Regions from separate parts of the Macaca mulatta genome. Here region 2 is linked to region 1. A link is a contact called in public Hi-C data. All regions are on one chromosome and are shown on one strand. Each heading gives the region's core, a stretch centred on a gene start, on an enhancer-like site or on the middle of the called end of the contact. The rest is flanking DNA. Distances are from core to core; before and after follow the strand shown.

The links. A called contact is a pair of places that touch in the nucleus more often than the background predicts.
Region 2: a Hi-C map of fetal cortex germinal zone shows a contact between it and region 1, with 4 times the contacts expected there. The contact joins the promoter of RPL18A here to the promoter of SLC27A1 in region 1. A contact is called at or near these places in 3 of 14 Hi-C or Micro-C datasets (fetal cortex germinal zone, fetal cortical plate and liver).

What each region holds. Positions count from the first base shown.
Region 1 is chr19:17,980,051-17,982,750 of T2T-MMU8v2.0, reverse strand. It overlaps SLC27A1 (solute carrier family 27 member 1), which reads right to left and starts at 1,273. Exons shown (of 10, transcript XM_077978293.1): 1 at 1,089-1,273. The coding sequence starts at 1,255.
Region 2 is chr19:18,366,769-18,369,688 of T2T-MMU8v2.0, reverse strand. RPL18A (ribosomal protein L18a) reads right to left here and starts at 1,531. Exons shown (of 5, transcript XM_015123281.3): 1 at 1,475-1,531; 2 at 1-51. The coding sequence starts at 1,492. The region is part of intron 1 of CCDC124 (coiled-coil domain containing 124); the gene reads right to left.

The DNA.
Region 1 (2,700 bases), core at 24-2,523:
TCTTCCTTCTGCCAAGCATGGGTTGGCTGTGGAAGGTGTCTGAGCAGAGGGCACAGTCGGATTTCCACATCAGAACAACCAAGGGGCCGGGGGCAGGGGGCCATGGCATGGAGAAGGGGTGAGTTTTAGAAAGTTCAGAACCAGTCAACTTACGGTGGGATCCTTCCCATCTCCACACCCTCTGTGCCCTCCTTACAGTGGGTTCAGTCCCTCTTGCAACTCCATCTTACAAGGAGCTGTGAAGGTGTTGAACCCTGCCCTGCTAGCCTGCGTTCACCTGCTCCCACGTGGTGCTGTTCCTGAGATCTGCTCTGATAGGAACCCCCAGCAATGCCTGTTTCACCCCAGAAGGACCCCAACGGCTCGTTTGAGCAAGCCCCTCAGAGACACGGCCAGAATAGACCCCCAAACAAGACCTGGAATACGCAGCAGCCTCCCTACACACTCCGAACAACTCCCAAACCCAAAGACCCACACAGACCCCACAATCTCAAACAGTGTCCCAGCTGGAAACGGTCCTGAGGAAATACACACCTTCAGAAACCCGGCAAGTCCTTTATAGACTTCCTAAGCAGCTCGCTCATCCCTCAGAGAAAGCCCTGGATAGACCCAAAGTGTCTTGGCAACCCCCAGAGACTATCTATTGGGTCGTCCCTGTGAGCCCCGGTGACCTACTGGAGAGCCCCCTGAAGTCTCTCACAGTTAACAAGGCTCCAAAGAGACCCCTACACCGCCACCGCTTTCCAGTCAGCCCCAGCTCCCTGGAACTTCCACCAGCAGCCCAAAGACCCCCAAGTTGCCCCCCAAGCCCCTGAGATCATCTCCTGAGCAGCCTGCAACGCTCCAAGTACCTTGCAGGCTACTCATCTCCCTCGAGAAATCCTTAAAGTGTCCCCTGTAGCGCCCTCAGAGCCCCCCAACTGGTCACCCTCTCAGGCCCCGCCCCTCGGCCCAGCCCCACCCCCAACCTACAAAGCACCCCCAGCTCTCCGGACCCTCCAAGCTGTCTTCGCAACCCAGCCCCGCACCGTGCGCCCCCAGAGCCCTCAGCCCCACTCCCGGCCCTGGCGGATCCCGTCAACACTCACAAGAGGTCTCGCCTCGCGGTCTTGCAAACGATGCGAAGGAAGCGCCAGCCGCCGCTGCCCACGTACACGCCGAGCGCCGCTACTGCGCTCCAGGTCCATGGCAGCCCCAGCAGCCACAACAGCGCCAGCGAGACCACCGAGGCCGCGCCTGCACCCGGAGCCCGCATCCTGGGGAGACAGAGTGCGCTAAGGCCGCGGGCCACTCCGGCTCCGCCCGCGACCGCCCCCGACCCTACAGCGAGCCCTGCCCCCAGGCTTCGGCTCCGCCCCGCCGCGAGCCCGGGAAGGGTGCTCCGGGTCAGACTCCGCCCCCAGGCCTGGGATTGGTCAACTCCTCAAGCCAGGCATCGCCCCCTTTCCAGGCTTTAACACCCGCCCCCTAACTAGGAACCAGACCCCGGCCCTAGGCCTGGGATTGGCCAGGTCCTGGCCAGGCTCCGCCTCTGACCCTGGGTCAGCTCTATTCCATATTTTTGAGTCCATCCTTCCCTGCCAATCTTACAACAGTCCCCGCCCCCAGAGCCAGTAAGTCCACCCTGTCGGTCACTGTCCGGCCTCGCCATATGCCTGCATTTAGCCTGTATCCTTGATCCCCGAATTACCCTTCACGTCGTGTCCCCTTTGCTTCTGGTCCTGCCTCTACCCCGTGGCTTTCTCGCCACTCACGGGGCCCTGCCCTTAGGTTATACTTCTAGCCCCACCCACAGGCGCAGGCCCTCTCCCCCGAGTCCCGCCCCTCTCAGCCAGGCTCCACCCCCTAGGCTAGATTATATGGCCCCGCCCACAAGCACACACCGCGCCCCCCCGCCCCTCCCGGAACTAGACCCCTCCCATCAGTTCAAGCCCCACCCCAGTTCCGGCCCTAGCCCATGCTCCCAGGCTCAGGTTCTATCCTGGTCACTGGCCCCGCCCTCAGGCTTCGGCTCGTCACCACCTCCTGGGTTTCACTCCGGCCCCCATAGGACCTAGGCCCCGCCCCTCTTCCCACCTGTCTACCTCGAAGCCGCTCAGTCTGCAGAGCTGAGGCGGGCCCTCTTCCAGGAGCCACGACCATAGAGAGGCAACCGAACCAGAGAGGCGACGGTCAACGAGACATGGGGGCTAGAACGGCCCGCCAGGGACCCCCCCCCCCGCCCACCGCTGTCTCCATGACAACCAGGCCTTGCCCCACCCCCTCTCCTTTTAGGAAACACACGTGTCCTGCAGCCGTGGGGCATGGCTCGCAAGATAGCAGGACCCGAGCCCTAGATGGCGTGCAGACTCTCTACCCTCGGGGACCAAAAAGATCCCAGTCCACACCCACGGCCCGCGTGGGCTGAATTCTTGCCCCAGCTTGTCCTAAATCCAAGCCCCAAAACCTCTTTCATTCTTAAAAACACATTCCAGGGCCCCAGGGGAGTGCTCAACTCACACCGTGGGGGCCTCAGAAGTCTCTAATTGTAAACACCGCCGCGGTCTTAAACACGTGTAATTCAAGGACACAGCTAATTCTTAATCCATGTCCCGAAGCCTTGTCGATTAAGTCTCAACGTCACACCCCAGGATCCTGGGGAGGACAAAATGCACACGCTAGGTCCCCATCCTTCCTAGAAGCACCTACAGGCCCTTTACT
Region 2 (2,920 bases), core at 282-2,781, 390 kb before region 1:
GTGGCATTTGGGGGTGGGCAGGCAGCGACCCACCACCTTGTACTCTCGTAGCTGAAAGGAAACAGGACTGAGGTTAAGGCCAGCACACCCGGCAACTGTGGAGATTCACCTCACTCCCTTGCCTGCAACCGATGACCACAGATTCGGGCAGCAGGAGGCAGGGCCACCCCCAGGGCCTCCATGTGGATTCCTGGTGACTGTGGGTCACACTCCCCAACACAGCTTTATCCACAAAATGAACTGAGGGGAGAGAGGTCTCCAGGGAGAATTAATTAAGTTGCCTGCTTCTCCTTTGCCTGGGCTAAGGGTTTCAGACCAGGAAAGCTGAGGCTTAGTTAGACCCACAGTCTCCTTTCTTCATGCTGCAGTCCTGAACCGCTTTGCAGTCCCCGTCAAGCAGCCACTCTGCACCTAATAACATCCAGCCAACATCTTCTTTCACCCTGAGGCCCACAGGCAGAGTGACCAGTATGGGATCTCACAGCCCATTCCAGGCAGAACTAGGACAAGACCTCAGGTCTCTCCCCAGTCCTGGGATCCCTGCACTGTCGCCATGCGAGCTGCGGCTGCCTCCGTTTTCCCAACTGCAATCCAAACGTTTGGCCCAGGGAAGGCTCCCGATTTACAGATGCAGAGGTGAGAATCTTTGGTCAAGTCCAGGCTCTGTGATATGGCACAAAGAAACCACCTCTGATACTGACTCGTCAGCTTTTTACTAGTATCAATGAAAAATAGTCACAAATTATCGCAGACTCAGTTCCTACTTTTACTGTGAACCTGACCCACCGTCCTCGGCACCACACGTTCAGGAAGCAGCTGGGGCCCGGGGCATCCTCTCGTCTTCCTGTGCCCCGCCACCAGCTCTGAGACTCTCCTGCCCTGGTAGCCTCTGGCATTTGCCCCTGGCAATGGGGCCCGCCCCTTTAACAGCAAGGAAACTGAGGCTGGAGATCTGGACATAACACACCCACTCCATGGGTGTCCGGGTTCTCCTATCTCTGCGCCATAACGCCGTTTGGTTCTATCCAGTATGTGTCACGGCGTTAAGCCTCACGCTCCCCGTTTCGGCTCATTGTCAGCAATTTTCATCTGCTTCTCACAGTCATTCTGGGAAAAAGAAAATGCTACTGCTCCACCGCCACGTCCACATTGTAGACAAGAAAACAGAAACCTAGCGGCTTGACGAGGTGCCGGGGCTCGGGCCTCCACGCTGCGCGACTTATTCCGTCCCCCGGGAAGAAGACCCGGAGTCCTTGGACCACCGCGATCCCTGAGCTGGCCCAGGCCACGCATCGCTCTCTCCACGCGGCGCCCACGATGGCCGCCATGTTGACTGCAACAAGAGAACGCGGCGCGCGGCCAAGCAGGACCGACAGGAGCGCGCGCCACCAACCCGACCCACGCCACCTCTGCAGACCCCCGATGGGGCCCGTGCCCCATCTCTTGGCCCCCTGCTGCGTCGCGCTCGCCTTACTGTGCCAGAAGCCTTCATGGCGTCCTCTCCGCTCTCCCAGCCACCAGCAAAAGGAAGTACCCTCTTTCGCGCAGCCGTTCACCAGGCCTTCATTACCGGAAGACCCGCCCTCTCAATGCCGCACGCCCATTGGCTTCTCTGCCCCGCACTCAACGCGACCCGCGTCTTCATTGGCTACGGATCCACCTACTACTCAAAGCTCGTCCTCTCTTCACAGCGAGACTTCGTTTCCCAGAAAGCAACGAGGCAAGCACCACCTGTTCCACCACGACCGTAACGGAGCGTCGGCGCGCGCTGCACGCCGGGAGTTGTAGTCACTCAGCCAGTCCCGGCTGCAACTAGGGGCGGGGGCGCGCGCCGCCTGCAGGATGCCTAAGCATTGAACTGGACCTCGGGTGGCTGCGGTGTTTACGATGAGATGCCGATGCTTTACACTCTTGGCCTCGTCCTCCGGGGAGGTGTGTTACGGAGGTCTCCAGCCAGATACCTGAGGGTTCTCATCTGTAAAACTGGAATACAAATTATATGTTTTTCTCCTAGCGATGTTGCAGCACGAATATTGAGTAAGCGCTGGAATGCCGTTTTTATTTGGGGTCCGATTTGTGTTTCGTAGTAGGTGGGTTTCAAACCCTGTCTGCCTGCCTCCAGTTCATAAAGAACCTGGGGGAGCGGGGGTTGGGGGAGAGCGCGCGGAGAACGCGAGAATGGATCAAGATCCAGCTGCCCACTTTGAGGGGCTCGGACAGAAAGAAGCCCTCCTGGGGATGAGGACGGAGACCAGATATGAAAAAAGAGCCGCAAACAACTCCCTGATGACAAGGCTGTGAAGTAAAATTAAGAGGAAAGAGGCAGGAGGCTGAGGCATGAGAATCGTTTGTATTCAGGAGCCAGAGGTTGCAGTGAGCTGAGATCGCGCCTTTGCACTCCAGCCTAGGCGGCAGAGTAAGACTGTGTCTCAAAAAAAAAAAAAAAAAAAAAAAAAGCCAGGTAGGTGCGGTGGCTCACGCCTGTAATCCCAGCACTTTCGGAGGCCGAGGTGGGTGGATCACGAGGTCGGGAGTTCAAGACCAGCCTGGCCAACATAGCGAAACCCCGTCTCTACTAAAAATACAAAAATCAGCCAGGCGTGCTGGCCGGTGCCTGTAATTATAGCTACTCAGGAGGCTGAGGCAGGAGAATCGCTTGAACCTGGGAGATGGAGGCTGCAGTGAGCCGAGATCACGCCATTGCACTCCAGCCTGGGAGACAGGGCGAGATCCGACTCGGAAAAAAACAAAAAGAAAAAAAGAAAGAAAAAGGGCAGCAAGTATGCAATTTTTTATTTTCATTTTCTTATTTTGCATTTCAGTTTCTCTGAATCTGGTTTTGTGGATTCAAGTCACTACTGGGTGCGATTTTCTTTTCTTTACTTTTTTTTTTTTTTTGAGACAGAGCCTTACCGTGTTC